Regions from separate parts of the Oryctolagus cuniculus genome. Here region 2 is linked to region 1. Evidence: chromatin contacts called from public Hi-C data. All regions are on one chromosome and are shown on one strand. Each heading gives the region's core, a stretch centred on a gene start, on an enhancer-like site or on the middle of the called end of the contact. The rest is flanking DNA. Distances are from core to core; before and after follow the strand shown. Region 1 has its middle 130 kb from the start of F3. Region 2 holds the start of F3 (coagulation factor III, tissue factor).

What was found. Hi-C and Micro-C count contacts between places; a contact is called where the count stands out from the background.
Region 2: a Hi-C map of an unstated tissue shows a contact between it and region 1, with 1.6 times the contacts expected there. The contact joins the promoter of F3 here to the enhancer-like site in region 1. A contact is called at or near these places in 2 of 6 Hi-C or Micro-C datasets (liver and an unstated tissue).

What each region holds. Positions count from the first base shown.
Region 1 is chr7:76,026,680-76,032,183 of mOryCun1.1, reverse strand. No RefSeq gene overlaps it. Among named protein-coding and RNA genes, the nearest start is that of F3, 130 kb to the left of the region's middle. Within about 2 kb of position 2,068, at least 2 of the 8 cell types and tissues checked have an H3K27ac peak or open chromatin away from gene starts, as enhancers often do.
Region 2 is chr7:76,153,279-76,158,295 of mOryCun1.1, reverse strand. It overlaps F3 (coagulation factor III, tissue factor), which reads right to left and starts at 2,599. Exons shown (of 6, transcript NM_001082291.1): 1 at 2,473-2,599; 2 at 1,359-1,464. The coding sequence starts at 2,572. LOC138850597 (a long non-coding RNA gene) reads left to right here and starts at 2,875. Exons shown (of 2, transcript XR_011390566.1): 1 at 2,875-3,053; 2 at 3,304-3,540.

The DNA of each region.
Region 1 (5,504 bases), core at 819-3,318:
TGGAAAAAGTGGGAAAAATTCCTGTGTCTGAACTGAAGCTTGACTTCCTGTGATGTCTGGTTCCTAAGAATGGGTCATTTATGTCTTTGCCTGGTTTCCCCAGGACCTCCTGAAGGGTTCAGGACAGAGCTGTGAGCCCTCAGTGGCGAGGCCATCAAAGCCAGTCCTCTGCTCCTACGCCACAGTGCTGCCAGTCGGATATCCAAAGCACCCCGGACTCCAGGCTCACCAGCCTCTGCATCTTTTACATGCTCGCTGTTCCCTCTGCAAGAGCACAGTACTCCCACAGCCCAGTCCTCAACATCCCAGCCACTCTCCCAGGCTCACCTCAAGTGTTTCTTGCCCCTTCAGCTGGCTGTGGTCTTGACTGCCTTTATCTCCTTCTGGAATGCTAAATCTTATACTATGTTAACTTGAATGATAAGCTTCAAAATTCACTTAAAAAACACTTCTCTCTCTCTCTCTTTTTTTTTTAAAGATTTATTTATTTAGCCATTTGAAAGTCTGAGTTACACAGAGAGAGGAGAGGCAGAGAGAGAGAGAGAGAGAGGGAGAGAGACAGAGGGAGATGTCTTCCATCCAATGGTTCACTCCCCAATCGGCTGCAACAGCCGGAGCTGTGCCGATCTGAAGCCAGGAGCCAGGAGCTTCCTCCGGGTCTCCCACGTGGGTGCAGGGGCCCAGGGACTTGGGCCATCTTCTACTGCTTTCCCAGGCCACAGCAGAGAGCTGGATTGGAAGTGGAGCAGCCGGGTTTCGGACCAGCGCCCATATGGGATGCCGGTGCTTCAGGCTGGGGCATTAACCCACTATACCACAGCACCAGCCCCAAAGGACACTTCTTAAGAACCCACAAGAGGCGTTGCGGCTCATTAGGCTAATCCTCCGCCTGCGGCCCCGGCACACCGGGTTCTAGTCCCAGTTGGGGCGCCAGATTCTGTCCTGGTTGCTCCTCTTCCAGTCCAGCTCTCTGCTGTGGCCCGGGAGTGCAGTGGAGGATGGCCCAAGTGCTTGGGCCCTGCACCCCATGGGAGACCAGGAGAAGCACCTGGCTCCTGGCTTCGGATCTGTGTGGTGCGCCGGCCCCAGCGGCCATTGGAGGGTGAACCAACAGTAAAGGAGGACCTTTCTCTCTGTCTCCCTCTCACTGTCCACTCTCCTGTCAAAAAAAAAAAAAAAAGAAGAAGAAGAAAGAAGAAGAAGAAGAACCTACTGGATAGCTGTGCCAGGCACTAAAGATAGAGACTCATGAGACCAAACTAACTCAAGGGCAGGCTTTGACTTCACAGTTAAGGTGTCTGTTAGGATGCCCACACCCCACAGTGGAGTGCCTGGGCTTGACTTCAGCCTCCAGCCCCTGACCCCAGCTTCCTGCCATTGCAGACATTGGGAGGCAGCGGGTGATGGCCCAAGTGCTTGGGTTCCAGTCACCCATATGGGAGACCCAGACAATGTTTCCAGCTCCTGACTTCAGCTCCTTGGCTGTTGTGGGCATTTTGAGAGTGACCCAGTAGTTGGATGGGATCTCTCTCTCTCTCACCGTTCTCTTCTTCCTCTCCCTCCCAATTAAATAAGATAAATAAACATAAAAATAAATAAAAATAAAACCGACTCAGTCAGTCAGTGTGGAGCTCTTAGCAGCCTGGGTACTGTCTATGGCAGCTGATGAATTGCTAGCAGTTTTAACATGTGCTTGCTTATCCTGGCTCAGGATTCTGGCGATTCTGTTACTAAACTGCTCTGCGCTCTCGTGTCCTCACTACAGAATGGAAGCTTGGGGTTAACACGGCCATTGAAGATCCTTCCCCACTCAGCAACGAGTGACTCTGCCGTTCCCCAGCTGCCTTGTCAGCACTTCGCTGGTCACTCTGCTCCCATTGTTTCTCATCCAGCGACCCAGGCAGAGAATTGGGGGTTGGGAGCTTACAGATAGCATCACGTCTATGTTTGCTGATCGTGCTGGGTACAGTGGTCAAGTGGCTGAGAAGCTACACCCTCTTATCTAGGCCTCCATCCCCTCACCTATAAAATGGGACAGTTGGGGTGGGGGTCAACTCTGCTCATCTGTGAGTCATGATCATCCGCCTCTTGTTCCCACAGGAGCACATTGTGTTCTGTGAGGCCAAGGCCGCCAAGCCACCTGGCAGACGGAGCAGAGACACACACTCAGCCACTCCCAGCCTCACCCCGGGGAGAGAAGCTGTGTTTTGAAGAAGAGGCTGGACAGAGTCCAGCGGGCTTAAAGCTGAGTTACTGCTCCCCATCCCCAGCGTTAAGCTTGCTTTGGGAAAAAAGCTGAACAAATATAACCTCTGAGGAGGAAGGGGCACAGCCCGCATCGCTTGATTGAATCCCTCATCCCTCTCAGCTTCCCTTTTCCCCAGCTTGCTGCCTCCGGGTCCCGGGCACAGCCCATTGGGTTGAACAGAGCTGCCAGCAGCACCCTGTCGATTCTTCTCCGGGATCCACGCACTCATCGGTCAAGTTCCCGTCACTCAGAGAATCTGATGTACAACGAAGAAAATCCAGTCAACTAGACTCTGCTGTCCCAAGTGGAAACCACGCTTCTGTCCCTGTCTCTCCTTAGCCTAGCACGTTAATCATGATGCCTTGGCCTGTTCCTGCTATTCTAACCAAGTATCTTAGCCTGAGTGGTTTGTAAATCATAGCAGTTTATTTCTCGCAGTTCCAGAGCTGAGAAGTCTAAGATCAAGGAGACAAGAGATCTGGTGTCTGGCCATCTGCTCTTTGCCTACAGCAGGAGTGGGGACGTCCAGCCAGACACCATATAAAGCCTGCAAGATCATTTGGTCTGGCCCTGCAGGGCAACTGCAGGCAGGACCTACAGCAGGCTAGTGTTTAGGCTGAGAGTTTTGTGCGGCCCGTGAATGATGTTAGAAACCTCCAAGTGGCCCATGGCAGAAAAGTGGTTTCTCAGCCCTGACCTACAGGATGGTGCCTTGCTGCTGAGCCCTCACATGGCAGAAGAGCAAAAAAACAGTGAACGCTCTCTCTGGGCCCTTTTGTAAATGTCCCCTGGGTGCCACAGTTTCATACCCCTGCCTTGGGGGTCAAGTTTCCACATGAGAAGTTTGAAGAAATACATTGTGTTCTAACCATAGCATTTACTATGCCCCTAGAAGATGGAGAGAAGACGGCACCATGCAATTTTGCTTCCACTTACTTAGCAGTATGTTTGTCAAGAGTCAGTTTCACTTGTCCCCAGACAAGTGACAATAGTCTTATTGTAATTTATTTGAATATTATATTAATCAATTAAATATGAGTACACAAAGGAAATTGTGTGTGTGTATATATACATACATTACATACATCTACATGAATGATTAAGGGCAGGCTCTGCGGCACAACAGGGTGAGGCACTATTTAGGACACCCACATCCCGCATGAGAGTGCCTGGGACCAGTCCTGTCTCCGCTTCTGATCCAGTCTCCTGCTAAGGCATTTAGAAGGCAGCAGGTGAGAGCACAGGTACTTAGGTTCCAGCCACCCACATAGCACATAGCACATAGCAGACCAGATGGAGCTCCTGGCTGTTGCAGGCATTTGGGGAGTGAACCAGCAGATGAAAGATTCTCTCTCTTCCTCTCTGCCACTCTGCCTTTCCAATTAATTAACTAATTAATTAAGAGGCAGAGGCTGGCATTGTGGTGGTAGCAGGTTAAGCCACCACCGACAATACCGGCATCCCATATGGATGAGCTTCACTTCTGATTTAGTTTCCTGCTAATGTGCCTGGGAAAGGATGTCCAAGTTCTTGGGCCCCTGCACCCACATGGGAGACCCAGGTGAAGCTCCTGGCTCCTGGCTCTATCCTGGCCCAGCCCTAGCTTTTGTAGCCATTTGGGGAATGAACCAGTAGATGGAAGATTCTCTCTCTCTTCCCCTCTTTCTGTAACTCTGCCTTTCAAATAATTAGATCATTTTTAAAAAAGAAGTAAACAAAGGTAAATTCTTAACAATTTTGTAGTCAATTTTGGTGTATGAAATAAATGATGGAGTTTGATAAGAAAGAATAGAAAATATACAAAGATTCTATCCTAAGATTATCCTGTAGTGTCTACAAACTGATGTGATATATCCACACAATGAAATATTATTCAGCCATAAAAAGGAATGAAGAGCTGAAAGATGCTACACCGCGGATGAACCTTGGAAATACTAGATCAGCTGAAAGAAGTCAGGACTCCTATTGGATGATTCCATTTATACACAATGTTCGTGATCAAGAGACCTGTGGAGGCAGACAGTGGGTTAGTGCTTACCTCGGGCTGGGGGGTTGGGGAGGACTTGGGGAAGGGTGACTAAGCGGTAGTATGGGTGGGGCTGCTTCTGGGGGAGATGAAATTACTTGGAATTGGTGATGACAGTCGCACAGCTCTGTGACTGCACTAAACACCATTGAATGTAAACTTCAAGGGTGTGGAGTGCATGGAATATGAATTATATCTCGATAAAGGAGCTTAAATTTTGTGTGATCAAAGAATATTCAATAGGGAAATGACAGAAGCTAGTTGAAAATCTCGGCTGTGAGAACACATATGCACACACACGTGTGCACGCACACACGCAGCTTGAAGCACCTAGAGGGACCCTACCCAGGAGTGGTCCCTTCCACTGAGGACAGCTGGGGCCGGCTTCATTGCTATTGGAAAGTGTGACTCAACACCAGCGCAGGCCACCCAGGGATGGCCCGGGTCACCTCTCCTGGTCCCTGCTCCTGGGTCACGAATTACAAGACCTCTTGACCCCGGTGTCAGGAAACCCCCAAAGGGAAAGTGCAGGGGAACAAAGAGAGAATTCTTTTTCATTTCGGACCATGACTGACGCCCTGCAGGCTCAGGCCCACAGGTTCCGGTGCTTCAGGCTCCGGGGAGAAAAAGGAGTGGGAAGAAGAGGCTGGCCCTCGGCATTGCCGCCCTCACAGCCTCCTTGCTTCAGAGAGTGGGAAGGGCGCAGCCAGGAAGCCCACGGTGAAGCTGAGGCTGCACCTCCAGGCGGCTTCGTCCTTAGGTGGCCGTGGCTGTGGGGCTGTGGAGCACAACCCAGTGGGGGCTGCAGCCGAGGATCAATGGGGTACGGGTGCCGTTCCCTTACCCGATTGTAAAGGTTGCCTGCATTCTCCAGGCTGTTGAAATTGCTGCCCTAGTCAGAGATAGGATCTGCCGACCCACGCATTTCCAACTTTCCCTTTGGCCCCAGGATCCTGTGCCAATTTGGCCAAGAAGCTGGTCTCCGGAGAAGCAAATGGCCTCCTGGAAACAGCGGAGCTTCAAGTGGGTCTGTGAGCAGGCCCCCCGGGGCGGCTGAGTGCTCGGAAGCACCACTTAGGGAAGGGCAGTGGGGAGTGGGCCAAATTTCCAGGAGGCTCTGGACACCAGCGGCGCTTCCAGGTCCCCTCCCTCCTCCCACCGCTTCCAAGTGCTGGTGGCCACAGGCCACAGCTCTTCCTGGCAGCTCCAGTGCAGCAGGTAAATAAACAA
Region 2 (5,017 bases), core at 1,350-3,849, 130 kb before region 1:
ATCATAATTGTTATTGCAGGTTATGAAATTACCTTCTCTGTCTGTCTATCTATCCATGCATGCATGTACACACAAATTCTCTTCCCTGTTGGTTTGGCAAGAGTTGTCCTGGAGTTCATCTTGAAAAACAAGAACATCCACCTAATAATAGCCCACTCCGAACCCACGAGTTGCACTCTTAATTCTGTAAAAGGTTTGGCACAAGCTAAAGCAGCAAGACACATTTCATTTTCTGCCAGCAATACCTTCGTGTCTTCACACAACGAGCGTGCAAATCATTTCTCCTCTATTTTGTAAGCTCGCTACCAAGCCTCCTAGGATATTTCAGAGACCAAAAGCTTGCCAAGCAGATGGTGAAAACCACCAAGGAAAACGTGTGGCGCACCCTGCACACTGAGGCTGAGTATACTGCTCACCAGCGAGGGGAGAGGGAAAGAGCTGTCAGTCGGAGATGTGGAGCCCCCAGGGGCCCTGTGCGCACAAGGCAATTACTTCTGCAACCATTTCTACCCGGCTCCATGAGTCAGGAATGTGGTCTCCTCCAAGCTCATGTATGCAACCGAATTTTGATTCACATAGCCCAAGGATGCATGAATCAAACAGCGCTGCAGGGCAATGTATGCGCTGGAATTCCTCCCCACCTCTTTCCTTAGATGCAGTTCTCAGTCTAGATGGCTAACAAAGGTAAGAGGCACCTGTGTTGCAGCTTCATAGTCACTGACCCTGAAGTGCAGCACCACACCCCCCCAGGCCTGCTCAAGATTAGGCTCACCTCCCTCAGCTTGTACCCAACCCACAAATTTTCCAATCATTTAGCAAAACCAAAAAATTGAAATGTTATATATCAGTTTCAGGTCCGAAAATGCTGCAGGCTTGGTAAAGCGAGATGCTGGCCAGCAGACCTCCACATCGGCCCTTTGCTTTCTCATCTCTCTTTCTCTCTCTTTTTTTAATTTCTTTGACAGAGTTAGACAGTGAGAGAGAGGGAGACAGAGAGAAAGGTCTTCCTTCCATTGGTTCACCCCCAAATGGCCACCACAGCCGGAGCTACTCCGATCCAAAGCCAGGAGCCAGGTGCTTCTTCCTGGTCTCCCAAGCTCTTGGGCCATCCTCCACTGCTTTTCCAGGCCACAGCAGAGAGCTGGACTGGAAGAGGAGCAACCGGGACTAGAACCCAGTGCCCATATGGGATGCTGGCGCTGCAGGTGGAGGATTAGCCAAGTGAGCCACGGCGCCGGCCCTGCTTTCTCATCTCTTAATGATCTTACCCAATAATCAGTGTTAAAGATATCTGTACTCAGCACAGGAGAGTAGAAACACCGTAAACCTTCAAATCTCTTTTTTGGTACATGGCTTACCTTATCTGAACTGTGTAGACATGATCGATGGATTTGGGTTCCCACTCCAGAATTGTCTTGAAATTCGTTGACTTCCAAGTTAGATTATATGCTCTACCTGTAGTGTCTGAACAACACAGGGACCGCTATTATTACATGCGCTTCCCAGCACACGGGTCTCACTTTCCCATCCTCCCATCACCATACACTGCACATAATTGTTTTCAACCGCAAAAGCTCCCCTACTGAATTATCAAGAGGAAAAAAAAAAAATCAACATCCAGCCTGTAATCCACGGCTCTTGAACCCCTTGTTTGAAAGTGTCCCTGGGGAAAGCCTTGCACCGGCCAGGAGCCATCCAGGGTGTCTGGGACCCAGCTGGGGAAAAGCAAGGCTTAGGTTCAACTCAGCAGGGAAGACCAAGTAGGAGGGGGTTTCACCGAGTTGCAGACAAGGGCGAATCGCACACGTGGCGAAGGGCTACATGGGAAAACCGAGTCTGTCTACACCACCTCTACACTGAAACACCCAGATACCAAGGTGGTTTTATGGCCCTGTCCCCGCGGCATTTTTCGATTAGGAATGTTTTATCATGAAGACCTTTTTCCAACACTCAGAAGCTTCCTGTGTGTCCCCCTACCCCCGCCCTGAACAAGTACTGGGCATATAGGGGGTGCACGACATGGTGCCTGCTCCTGTTCACGCCTCATTTTACAACAGCACCAGCTCTACCCAAATCTAAATCCACAACGACCAAGCACAGACCGGGGCCCCTCTTCATTAGGGGAGATGCACATGGAATGAAATAGTTAAAACCCAAACTAAGGCAAGCGACCCGTGCAGATGCCGGCCCATGTCCATCCCTCCACCCCCAAGGTTACAACTCGGTGGAAAGTTCTAGCCCCAAAGCAGGAGTCAACAGGAGACTTAAGCAACCGCGCTCCAGCAGAAGGGGCAGCGGCGCTGGGGCTCCAGCCACCTCCCGCGCAGCTCCCACCTGCGCACCGCGAGGCCCAAGTTCATTCAAACCCGCGGCCGAGCCCCCGGAGCCAGGGCGAGCCCGCGGCCACCCAGAACCGTCTCCTCCGTCCCGCGGGCAGCGCGTCCCGGGCTTCCGCCGGTGGGGGCCACTCACCTGCGGCGCGGGCCACCTGGGCAAGCAACCAGCCGAGCAGCACCGTATAAGGAACAGCGGTCCCGGGACGCGGGATCTGGAGCCGGGTCGGGGGCGCCATGTCCAAAGGCCCACAAGGAGTGCGGATGGATTCTGCCGAGCCTGGGAGTCTGCGGAGGGTGGGCTGCAAGCGACCAGAGGCAGCCAGGGATCTACGGTTCTGCTGGAGCCCGTGCGGGGCGAGCTTTAAAGGGCCGCGCGCGACGCCGAGAGCCACGACCCGCCCCGAGCCGCCCCCGCCTCCGCCCCTGCTCCGGCCTCCCCGCCCCCCGGCGGTCACTACCGTCGCGGTGGGCGGCCCGCGCGAGTCCACACCCCTGCCCCGCCTCCTCTGCCTCGTAGGAAACTCCCAGACCCTGCAAGGGGTGATTCAACGCTGATTCAACCGCACCGCCGCGCGCCAAGTTGCTGTCGGCTGCAGGCGGGCCCAGGTGCTGTGAGGCTCGGCCCCCGAAGGCCCCTTGTGCCCGGGGCCCCCAGGCCAGGGAGGCCCGCGACGCTCAGCCTGGGCGGCCGGCAGGCCTACGGGGAAGAAGGAGCTCGTGAGTTGCAGGGAAGGGGCGCCCCTTCCACAGGGGGATAAAGGGCTGCGGGGCCGGCGGGAGCGCGGCGCTCGCCACCTGGAGCCTGGACGCTGGGCTCCGCTCCGGGGCATTTCCCGGGCCGTTTGCTCCCGGGCCAGGGTTGGGAGCCACAGCCCGGCAGCGGCTTGCCTGTGAGCAGGGCCCCTCCCGTCTGCGGCTTTCTTTTGCACCCCGAGGGGCTAGGGCACCTGGTTTGTCTACCTTACAGGGCGCTCGGCGCCAGCCGCGTCGTGCCGACCTGGGTGCCCGCCGCCGGTGTGGACCCGAACGACCCAGGGCCCACGGGTCTGAAGGTCACTTGGCCCCGGCATCCCTCGGTCCGAGGAGGAGCCGTCTCCCAGCTGGCACTTTGCCCCTGGGAGGATTCCAGCGTGACATCTGCGGCCCTGCGGTTCCAGAAAGGATGGTTCTCACACTGGAGAAGACATCCGTGGGACTGAATGAGTTCCACCCGAGTGCGGAAAGGCCGAAAAGGAAATTCAGAAATGTCATCAGACTTCCCCACCGCGCGCGCTAAGCCAGAGGTTTGCGGAATTACTCCCTGGCTTCCCCTTGTGGGCTTGCTGTGAAGTGGTCACGCGTGGAATGTCCGCGCTCACCTGTGCAGTGCACCGCGCGCTGCCCTGGCAAAGCCTCGCCCAATTCATTTGTTGTGTGGGCGACATCACTGCAGAGTTTTCAGGGCGAGAAGATGATGGGTTTTCTGTCTCATCCTCCCGGGAAGTGAATTGACACTTTTAGTGCGTACCAGGGGTCTTCAAACACTTCATGGAAATAAGCGGGGGCGGGGGGTGGAGGGGTGGGGGGCTGGGGAGCACTATGCACAGATTTCCAAAAGGATCTTGCACCCAAATAAAATTTTCTTTTGAATTCCATTTTCTACAAACTTTTTGAACTACCCGCATGCTGTATCCACATCTCCACATAGGCTGCTGGGCCTTAGGGTTGCATTCCTCTTAAAAGAAACAAAAGTTGGCACAGTTTTTATGTTCTGCCTTTGCCTGACCTGAAATAGCACATCCAGGGCCAGCCCTTGCCGTCCTTCCGTCCATGCAGGGGAAACCTGGCTGGCTGGTTTCCTCTCTCAGTTCTCTCCTAGCTCAAAAACCCACAAAGTATACGTTTGCAAAACTGAGTGGTGCAACCCCTCTTCTTGCCCCCTCTGGCCTGAGTCATTTTCCCTAACAGATCTTCAGCCCTGCCTGGGGTGTGATTCTTTGCTCCTTGGGGCTGAAGATAGCTGAAAGAGAAGCTTACATTGCTGAGATAATGAAATAATAACCATCTGTAGTATAGGACCCAAGGACTCGGGCTGCCTCTGCAGAGTAATTCCATTTGGAGTCTCTGACTGGCTTGAAATTTTGTGGGGTTCTTTGCACTACCAGGAACAGCCTTTTTTTTTTTTTTAACTTTTATTTAATGAATATAGATTTCCAAAGTACAGCTTATGGATTACATTGGCTCCCCCCCAATTACTTCCCTCTCACCCGCAACCCTCCCCTTTCCCACTCCCTCTCCCCTTCCATTCTTATCAAGATTCATTTTCAATTATCTTTATATACAGAAGATCCATTTAGTATACATTAAGTAAAGATTTCAACAGTTTGCACCCACATAGAAACACAAAGTGAAAAATACTGTTTGAGTACTTGTTATAGCATTAAATCTCAATGTACAGCACATTAAGGACAGAGATCCTACATGAGGAGTAAGTGCACAGTGACTCCTGTTGTTGACTTTACAAATTGACACTCCTGTCTATGGCATCAGTAATCTCCCTATGCTCCAGTTATGAGTTTCCAAGGCTATGGAAGCCCTCTGAGTTCTCCGACTCTTATCTTGTTTAGACAAGGTCATAGTCAAAAGGAACAGCCATTTGATAAGAAAAATATGCTTACTGTTCGATTGTGACACAAGAGGTG